Linked DNA regions of Gossypium hirsutum: region 1 is linked to region 2. A link is a contact called in public Hi-C data. All regions are on one chromosome and are shown on one strand. Each heading gives the region's core, a stretch centred on a gene start, on an enhancer-like site or on the middle of the called end of the contact. The rest is flanking DNA. Distances are from core to core; before and after follow the strand shown.

Region 1 (4,998 bases), core at 1,221-3,720, 270 kb after region 2:
ATGAGAGGGAAGAATTGGTAAACAGTTTAGACAAGGCACAAGCAAATATGATAGAAGGGTCAATCAAAGACTCAGGTTTCTACCAAATCAATTAGAATTCAAGAATCAAGATAGTATCAGTAGGAATGGCTGCATGTCTGAAGTGATAGGCTAGGCCGCTACAGTTCCTAACTAGAGCTAAATGATACATAACAACAGTACCTGCAAGTCAGTAACAAAACAGAAAAAAACAATGAGCTTACCAAGATTGGTTAAAGAAATCTGATCGCCGCTCTTTTTCAGCACTTCGACTAGGTTCTCCAGCTACCATTTTCAGATCCTGGCTCTGAGACTGAACTAAAGCATTTATAAATTCTACTGGAGATTGACTGAATCCTAGGAAAAATGCACGTCTTCTACAGTGGTCATGAATTTTCCTTATGGTAGCACATATTGCTTCATCACAAGCATCAATCTCTTTGCTCTTCTCTCCATTTGCCAACAGAGCAGACAATTCCCTCTGTATAGGAAAGGGCACGTCAACTAACACATCGTAGCATGCATTTCCAGCAGGACTGTTCCCGGAAAGCTTGATTTTATGCTCCAAATGTATGGGTGGTGGTGGAGACAAATGCTGCGATATCTTCTGTGAAACCATGGTAAATTTCACTCTGTCTTCCCCAAAAACTTTCTGAAGCTGTGCATCACAATTAAAAAAGGACGGATCATATGGGTTCTGAAGTTTTCTAGCCTTCACATAATGCCAAATTGCAGCTAAAATTCTGGGGCGCGTATCAACCTCAATGCCAAGGACTTCCATTAAAGCTGAAGAAAGCTTAAACTTTTCAGGTACATAATTCATTTCCAACCTTATATTCACAGTGAATTCCTTTTCCCCTTTTCTCTTCACCTCAAAACCTTCTTGTGGTGTGGGAGATCGAGCATGTTCCCATATAATGATATGATTATCTGGATATAATCTCTGGTCCAAAGAGATAGTCACTCTTTTGAAGAAAGAAGAAAATTTCGGGTACAAGGGGTTTGTTTTATTAACAAACCCAGGCTGATCTGGATCTATCCCCTCTTCCAAGATCCTCCCAATAATTTTAAGGGTCCACATAGGGGGCTCTGCGTTAGGCTTCTTTGGAATTGTCTGAACCTGATTAGCAAATGTATTGAAAACATATATTCGAAGAGTTTTCTGAACACTAGGAGGGTTTTTAAGTGCTTCTTGGATGTCAACTTTTTTCCGAGCAACCGCAGCGTCAACACGTGTCTCAAGGTCAAGAAGCTGGGTATACAAAGCAGATTCGGGAAGAATTGCAGCCACTCTTTCTTGTAACTGTTTGTCAGGAAGCTTCTGCTTCTTTCTTCGTGCGGCAGGTGTAAGTTCCATCATTCTCAAAGGGGACATTGTGTTTGTCATCGGAACACCAGGAGGACGCATAGGGGGCCTTTGAAAGATCCTCTTCACACTTGCACTGCCAGGAGTAGAAAAGGATGGCGAAGTCGAACCTAAATTACCAATACCAGCATTTTGAGCTTGGTTAAGAGACAAACTTTGAGCTTGAAGTTGTGCTTGGAACTGGGCATGAGCTGCCTGCCCTTGAGCTCGAGCAAGGGCCTGAGCTTTTGACTGAGCCAATGCAAGGGCCTGAGCTTGGGATAGCTGAAACTGAGCTTGAAAACCAGCACTAAGTTGTGCTTGTACTTGTGCTTGTGCTTGTGCTTGTACTTGTACTTGCGAGAATACAGGGTTTGCAGGCATCCCCGCACTACTGAAGGGAGACGAAGACGCCCCAAGGCTCTTGGGGGGATTATTGTTGTTCATGGACATCACAAATCTAGTTCACTTAGGCGAAATATCAAACACCTATCAAGCCTAAAGCATTCAGAACAAAGTAAATCCCGAGCTACCTCAGCAAATTCCCAAAAATAAAAAGCACCAAAATAAGCAAAATTTTCCTTCAAAATCGAACCTTTAGAAGTTGAACCCTAAAGGGTACCTACACCCCCAAAAGGGCCCTAATTTTTGCAAAAGCCACAAAGACATAGAATTCAAACCAAATTTTACCAAAAAAATTGAGGAAATGAAGGGAAAATAAAGATAAAAAGTGCAAGAAACAAAGAACTCCAATTTGACAAAATTAGATAAAGGGGAGAAAGGTGAAAGTAAAAGAGAGGAATTAAGAGGGAACGAACAACGTAACAAATAAAAAGGGAAAAAAAAAACCTTCTGCAATAGTCTTACGAAAGATTGAAGAGATTTGGAAGGTATAAGCTTTTGCGGTTTTGGCTTCTCTTCCAGCAAACCAAGACTTTGAGCTATAGAGAGAGAAAACGAAAAACAGACTTCGCTATCGCTGCCTCGTTTGCTACTCTTCTCTCTCTCTCTATGCCATTTACCAGCAACAAAGCCCCGACCGACCCGTATCCGACGCAAAAGGACCGGGCTTCTTCATTATTATGGATCGGGTTAGTTACCTTTTAATAGTAAACTTCTTAAATTATCGGGTATTTGTATAAGCTCGAATATTCTTTTCAAAACTTAAAAAGGATTTAAATAAAATTATTATACTTGAAAAATACAAAGCTCAAATTTAAACACTAAACTATACTAATATATAATACTATATTCTTTAATCAAATTTTTGACATTTAGTTAGGGTCGAATTTAAGAAAAATTCTCCAATCTATTATTATATATTACTAAAATGCTCCTCTTCTAATATTTTAAAATTATAACTTTTTTTTAGAGGAAAAACAACAATGCGACTAACACGATTCAAATCCAAGTCATACTTGAAGGTCTTTTTATTAAAATAACTCCTCAATTTTAATTAAGTATAAAAATAATTCACTTTTTTAATTAAACACTAAAATGACTTGAAATCTACAGTAAAAGTTGGTGGAACCAAATTATATGGTGCCACCAACTTGCCACATCAGCAGGGAGTATAAAAAATTAATTTTTGGGTGGAGCCATATAGAATGGCTCCACCTGTATAAATACCAAAGAAATACTGAAATTTTTGAAAACATGAGAGGACTTCAAAAAAATTAACCATTTTTCTGATGGAGCCAACTTAAATGGCGCCGCCAGACCATGTAAGTCCTTATTTTTTTTACTTTTTACTTTTTACTTTTTGACTTTTTGACTTTTCTTTTGTCTTTTTGTCTTTATTTATTATTATTAACTTTAAAAATTTTGAAATATATATTTGAAATATTTTATTAATATATATTTTTTAAATTTTACATATATATTTTGAAATTAATTTTTTAAAATTTAAATATTATTTTTAAAATATTTAAATATTTTAAACTTTCAAAGTTGTTATTAGTTTTATAATAATTTAAATATTATTTAATTTATTTTATAATATTTTAAATTATAATTTTTAAATTATTTTTAAAGATATTCAAACCATTTTTTAAATTCTATTTAAAAGTTAAAAATAATATTTTATTTTAAAAAGTGAAATTTGAATTAATAAAAAAATTAAAAAATATTTTTCAGCAGGAGAGTTAAAAAAATATTTTTAAGTCTCCTATTTTTCCAAAACTTGCAGTATTTTTAGAAATTGAAAAATATTTTTTAATTTTTTTATTAATTTAAATTTCACTTTTTAAATAAAATATTATTTTTAACTTTTAAATAGAATTTAAAAATGGTTTGAATATCTTTAAAAATAATTTAAAAATCATAATTTAAAATATTATAAAACAAATTAAATAATATTTAAATTATTATAAAAACTAATAACAAATTTGAAAGTTTAAAATATTTAAATATTTAAAAAATAATATTTAAAATTTAAAAAATTAATTTAAAAATATATATTTAAAATGTAAAAAATATATATTAATAAAATATTTCAAATATATATTTTAAAATTTTTAAAAATAATAATAATAAAATAAATAAATAAATAAAAGATAAAAAAAGTAAAAGTCAAAAAGTAAAAAAAAAAACAAGGACTGACATGGCAGAATCAGGTGGCGCCAGCTCCACCAAAAAAATGGTTAATTTTTTTGAAATCCTCCCATGTTTTCAAAAATTTCAGTATTTTTCTGGTATTTATACATGTGGCACCATTCTACATGGCTCCAACCAAAAATTAATTTTTTATGCTCCCTGCTGACGTGGCAAGTTGGTGGCGCCATATAATTTGGCTCCACCAACTTTTACTGTAGATTTCAGGTCATTTTGGTGTTTAATTAAAAAAGTGGGTCATTTTGGTACTTAATTAAAATTAAGGGGTTATTTTAATAAAAAGGCCCACACTTGAAACAATGAACACTTTGACTATCAGGTCAATGTTTTTTATCCAATCCATAAGAATCAATAGAAAAGGCAAATCCTTTATAATACACTAGATCTGACTCGGTTATTAATAGAGTGATTAAATCTGGCATTGATTCAAAATCGTGGTACAACATGTATTCCCTCCTGTTCTGGTCATGGAATAGATGAAATGAATCAAAAAATGGATTTTTGTTCAAGAATGAAATCTTATTGGAACGGCCCAATTCATCCAATTCGGAACCATCTCACATCCCGAATCTAATGAAATAGGATACGTTGAGATGGTATTTTGTAAATAAGTAATTTTCTTGAATATATTAACTATTTCTTTATTTTTCGATCACTTGAAAGGGAAAAAAGAAATATCTTATTCTTTATTCAACAATTTCTGATCTCTAGTAGACTTCTAAGTAGGGGCCAACACACGAATTTCAAAATTATAATCTTTTAATTTTATAAGATTTTACAACACATATAATTTTATAAATATTTTTATTTTTTATTACATCTTAATTTTATAAAATTTAACATAACATAAAACTTTTTCTTTTTGTAAAATTTGGGTTTCACACCAACGAGGCAGGATTGAGAAAATGATTTCGGGATTTGAATGGGAGTTAGTGGTAATATATTAAATAAGGTTTGGGATGAGGTAAGTTTGGAAATTTATTGAAAATTTGGATTAGGGTTGACAAAAAATTATCCTAACC
Region 2 (5,644 bases), core at 1,742-4,241:
CACTACCACCATATATAAGTAATTCGAGTTTTTCTCTTGCATAGGCTTAGGAGAAATGGTGAGGTCAGATAAATAAGTCGAATTCAAGTGCATTATGGTTTCAGTGTACACACCAACAGCCTCGGGAGGGCTTGAGAAGTATGTTACAAATCGTTAGAATTGAGTGACCCGAATCCTTGTTAAAATAAAATATAGTAGTAAAATAAAATAAAAGTAAAATCTATATAGAATTACACTTCTTTTTATTTTAATAAGGTTTTTCAACCTTATTACACTTCATCTATTTGATATTGATTAGAATAAGATGTTTCAACCTTACTATACCCCTTCTATTAGAATATGGTTTTACAAGCCTATAAATAGACATAGTCTCATCTTCTTATAATCATTCGAATTCGACATAGTGAATTATCTTATTTTTTGCCCGTGGTTTTTTTTCCCCAAAAGGGTTTCCTTGTAAAAATCTGTGTTCTTTATTTTTCTTTCTCTTTTCTTTGCGATACATTGTCATTGTCGACGTTATATTTTTTACACAAATAATGATGGGTTTTGCTAACAGTCTTTGCTCTGCAACATATAACTGGATAGAGTTGTATATTTCTCACTTGCTATACATGAGGCCATTAAAATGGTATGTAACTTCCATGTATAACATATATTTGTAATGTTGATAATTTATGCATGATAGCCGGACCCTGAAATAATCACTTGACTTCTTTTATTCGGTTAGGGGTTAGAAAGCATGTACAGCTTGGCACAAAAAAGCATTCAATTGAAACCAATGGCTTCTGTACATAGGTTGATGGGGCTTATAATTGGAATTCTTGGGGAAAATACTGAGGTGACGTGTGGGGATATAATATCAATTTGCATTCTTTGTTAATTCTCCTTTTAATTCCTTAACCTTAAATTAAATTATGCTTTGGGTATTTCTCAGGTTGTATTAGCAGAATGCTTGAAAGGATTTGGTCCTTGGTTAGCCGTCATATTTCCATCTTCATATATATTTTTTTTTTGTTAGTAGTGCAATTTTGGAGCCTTATATGGGGTGCTATTTCAATATATTTTTGTTCTGGCAACTATAAGAGCATATCATGAAATTAAAGCTTGGATTTTCTTGTACATTCTTTTTAGGTATATATCTATATTTTCTTTTAATCAGCACGGTTGCGCATGCCATAGAGTTGTTGACCGCTGGGAGTGACCATGCAAAAATGCTTTTAAATGAAGAGCGTCAGAACTTGGGAAAAAATAAAGGGAGAAGCAGAAGAGAATGAAAAATAAAGAAAAAAAAACTTAAAATAACATAAAAGAAAAAAATTAAATTGCTCAAAACAAAAAAAATGAGATTAATTGTGTAAATTAACCTAAATTTTTTTGTTTAAAATGATGATTTAACGTGCCATGTCAGCATACTATTATACCGTTAACGACAATTAACGGCTCAGTGACTAAAATGTTACAACGTGATAACGTAAATGACCAAAACGTAACATTTCAAACATAAGTGATTAAAATGTAATCTTATATAAACAAAAGTAACTATTTTGATAGTTTACCCAAAAAATACATGAAAAAGATAAAAAGGTAAAAGCACAACTGCAGTGAGCCCACTGCCACTTTGCTGACCACTGAAAAATCCTATTTCAATTGGTGGCAGATGGATTTCATCACATCGCCGGTTTGCAATCCAAACAGCTCCGACCAGTGTGATTACACTGAAAAATCCCCCAAACACATTGAACTGGAGGGAAATGGGCACCAAAAGGAGTCATTAGTCCGCCAACGGTAGAGTTATCTGAGCTAGGTTTGAAGAGTTTTTAGGCATTATTTCTATCCAAATTTAATCTAATTCAAAATATAAATTCGAATTTTGTTCAAAGTTAATCATACATAAAATACAGTAATTCAAGCCGACTCAAACAAAAGTTTAATTTTCTTAATGAAATGCAATTAACAATTTTTATTTTTATTTTTATTTGATAAGGTACAATTTTAATCATAGATAAAAGTTGCCACAATTCTTTTTCCACAAATTTGATAAGCCAACCTCAACACTGCCCCTTAATACAAACATTTTAGAAACACAATTTAGAATTAGACACAAATCTAACTCAAAATGCAGATCAATGCGCAAATTCAACACAATTATTCTTGAAGACATCACAGGCAGATCAATCCATAGCCTAATATTGCACAAAACCGATTCAATATAATTCCTTAAGAACCTTAATACATCATCTTCCAACACAATATTTTATTTATCAAAATTTTGGAAAATAAAATAAAATAAGAAGCAGAATACACAATATAATTCCTTAAGAATCTCATGTCATTGTTTGATGGTTTAGGTTGTTCATTACCTTTAAGTATGGCTTGAGTTTGAGTTACATTAGTTACGTTTGTTATTCGGAATTTATCAAAATTAAATAATTAAAATATTTTTATATAAAAAATCAAATGTTTTATTTTTTTATATAATTAATTGTTTTATAGGGCTGAAGGATTAGACAGGATCCAATATAAATTTCTGCATTAAATTTGTTGAAATAAAATCATAGTCTTACTCAATTCCATCCATCAACAAGTGTTTCAGTCTGGTTCCTAGTCAGTCTCGCAACTAAAACATAATGAAATCTAGTGGGCTTTATGAGGAGACTGATAGTGAAGTATGTTGCAGTGGGGGCCAAGCTCCAACATAAGGACATGTTTGAGACATGTCTCTTAGCATATGGTAAGAAGTGGGTCACTTCTCAAAAAATTTGCTAATGGATGTCTTAGGCCTCCTTTTTCCCCCAGTTGACTTAATCTATTGGAGCTTGATTATGTTGCATATTCATGCATCACAAACAGTAGTTTGACATACCAGCTCTAAAACAAGTGGCCCCCTTAAACCTTCCAGCTAGCTATGTCACCAGTTGCAACTTTCATATTCTTTTCTTGTCATCTAATGGAAACCGAAAGCTGCTCTGAATGACTTGATGAATGGATAAAAGCCGAGCAGTAGGAAGATGCATTGAATCTATGTGAATGGCTCAAGAACAAAGTTGATAGTGATCCATTGGGACCCTTCATTTCTAAAAGGGGCATCTTCTTTTTCCTCCTAAATTTCCCAACTATCAAATAATAAAGCAGTCTATTTATTTTAGCTAATACCTCTGTCTGATATCAAATCTATTATTAGTCAAACAAACGAGATTACACTTGATTTCCAGTTTGCCACTAACAAAAGGTAGCCTGAAATGTTAACTTTTTTCTAAACAACTTGTATAGTTCTTAAAGAGCCTTTTTGCATGGTGTAATAATACTTGTTCATATATAATACAATACTATTAGTGGTAGATAATTGCCATAATGTCCCATGTTTATGGTATATTCTCATCTACTACATCTTTTGAATGTTTGGTCAAGATGTAGTGGTTCAACCCCATCCCATCTGCTTCATTTTGTATGGTGGGTGATGCAGAAGAATTGTGAGAATGCCATCTAGCCCAGAAGAGATAGTTTAGGAAGTTGAGGAAGCTAATGACTGCTAGCAACCAGTAGAAAAGGTCTAGTCTGTCTTTGTTGAGATCGTTGTCGCTAAGCCAACCGCCTTTCGAAGAAGAAGATGTGATCTTATTTACTAGAGAAACCAGTACTGAGCTCAAGTAGAACCCAAATGAGTAAGAACAATAGGTCATTGCCATCAGAAATGCTTGCATCCGTTGCAAGGATTGCTTGTAGAAAAACTCAATTAGGCCAACCGCAGTAAGCATCTCCGATAATCCGAAGATTAAGAACTGTGGGGTGATCCAAAAGATGGATATTATTTCGCCCGAACCCGAAGCCGAGTCCCTTCTCTTCTTCTCCATAAGTGCCGCGGCAATCATCGAAAAGGTTGAGAGAAAAAGACCCGAGCCTATCCTCTGTAGAGGCGAAATTCCGGATTCGTGACCGGTAATCTTCCTGGCAAAAGGGACGAAGAACTTGTCGTATAATGGGACTAGGAAGATGAGTATGATGTAAGGGATCGACTGAAGGGAAGCTGGTGGGATATGGAAAGACTTGGTTAGCTGAGTATCCATTGCACTTCCTTGTTGCACTGAGAATGTTTGTAGTTGAGCCAAAACGGTATTGAAAACAATGGTGCAAGCAAATATAGGAATCACTGAAATCAATATCTTCACTTGCTCCACTTGTGTAACACTGCACAATCTCCATGGACTTTCCTTTGTATTGCTTCCATCTTCAACTTTGATGCACGCCTTGTCTAAGAACCTGAACCTTTGTGTCTGAACCACATTTCCAGATTCAGCTTGGTTTTGATCTCTATTGATCATCAGCTCTGGATTAATTTGTTTCCTCTTTAACATGGCAGCAACAAAAACTTGAGCGATGGGAGTGAAGATGCTTCCTCGAGGAGGCTTGTTTCTGTAATACAATGTCCCGGAAACCACAACGATTAGTCCCATGGCCATGGCGGCGGCCGAAACTCCAAACCCGACATCCATACCGGCATGGGTTTGGATCCATACTAGAACAGTTAGGGCAATGAGTTCACCCATGGAGAAGGCAAAATAGGCAGCATTGAAGTAGGTTGAGAGCTTCTTAGAGTGTGAGGGATTGGTTTGAAGATTGAACTGATCAGCTCCATGAGCAATCATGTTGGGTTTCACACATCCACTTCCTAATGCCACCAAGTAAAGTGCCACAAAGAAAATCAAGGCCTTGAAGCCTTTTGCTTCTTCACACATGTCTCCATCAGTTAACATGTTGCACTTGGCTGGCTTTAGTTGAGGAAGATGAGCTTGGACTGACAGTAATATGAAACCCTATATACGTTTAGAAAGAAACAAATTAATGATGAAATACACAACCATTTTAATTAATACTCTATTTTTTTTAAATCATAAAATTCAGATAGTTTGTAAAAGTTTGTAAAAATGTATAAATTAAATTAAATAAAATTAGTATCTAAGTTTACTGTGATGTCACTCATTAAAAATAAAACAAGTAACTTACTTTAAATGAAAAGATATCATGTGAGTTTATTCTTATAAATGAATAAAGATGAAAAAAAAATGGCACAGTGTTGGCCAAACTTCTACTGCATATGGTACAGTGTTGATAGTATATAATTGTATGCATTCTTGATGGTGAAATGATAAGATATCATTTAAATAATATATTTTAGATGGTGTGTCATAGTCTAATTGACGTGTATAAAATGAAGCATTATCAACAGTAGAAAAAAAAGGGGGGGGGGGGGAAGCTTACAGAAAGCTCCACAAAGCCGAAGAGAATGATGGTCCAGAAGCACCCAAGATGAGAGTCGGAAAGGTAACCACCAAGGAGGGCCAAAAGGAAGATTGTTCCAACAAAGTTTGTCACTATGTTTGCTGACTTTGACAGCGAGAAATGCATCTCGTTTATCAAATATGTTATAAGGTTGTTCCCTACGGCTGCTATTCCCATTATCTCAAATGCTTGTAGCCCTGCATTTTCCACATCACACTTTTCCTTTATTATATATTACCCAATTTTGATGACAGAGAATCAAACCATGTCTTTTTCTCTATAACCATGCTGCACCCTAAAACTATAATACATACATGAAAATTATTAAGACTAACCCTCAAAAATAATATGTCTCAAATCTATG

The links. Hi-C and Micro-C count contacts between places; a contact is called where the count stands out from the background.
Region 1: a contact with region 2 is called in a Hi-C map of leaf, with 2.0 times the contacts expected there. The contact joins the promoter of LOC121208437 here to the enhancer-like site in region 2. A contact is called at or near these places in 2 of 34 Hi-C or Micro-C datasets (both in leaf).

The regions. Positions count from the first base shown.
Region 1 is chrA10:93,479,306-93,484,303 of Gossypium_hirsutum_v2.1, forward strand. It overlaps LOC121208437 (SWI/SNF complex component SNF12 homolog), which reads right to left and starts at 2,471. Exons shown (of 2, transcript XM_041079035.1): 1 at 243-2,471. The coding sequence starts at 1,816.
Region 2 is chrA10:93,209,275-93,214,918 of Gossypium_hirsutum_v2.1, forward strand. LOC107896659 (protein NRT1/ PTR FAMILY 4.3) reads right to left here. Exons shown (of 3, transcript XM_016821877.2): 2 at 5,260-5,477; 3 at 3,164-4,814. The coding sequence ends at 3,366. Among protein-coding and RNA genes, the nearest start is that of LOC107896659, 3.5 kb to the right of the region's middle. Within about 2 kb of position 2,992, at least 3 of the 9 cell types and tissues checked have an H3K27ac peak or open chromatin away from gene starts, as enhancers often do. A contact at or near this core is called in leaf, where this site is marked.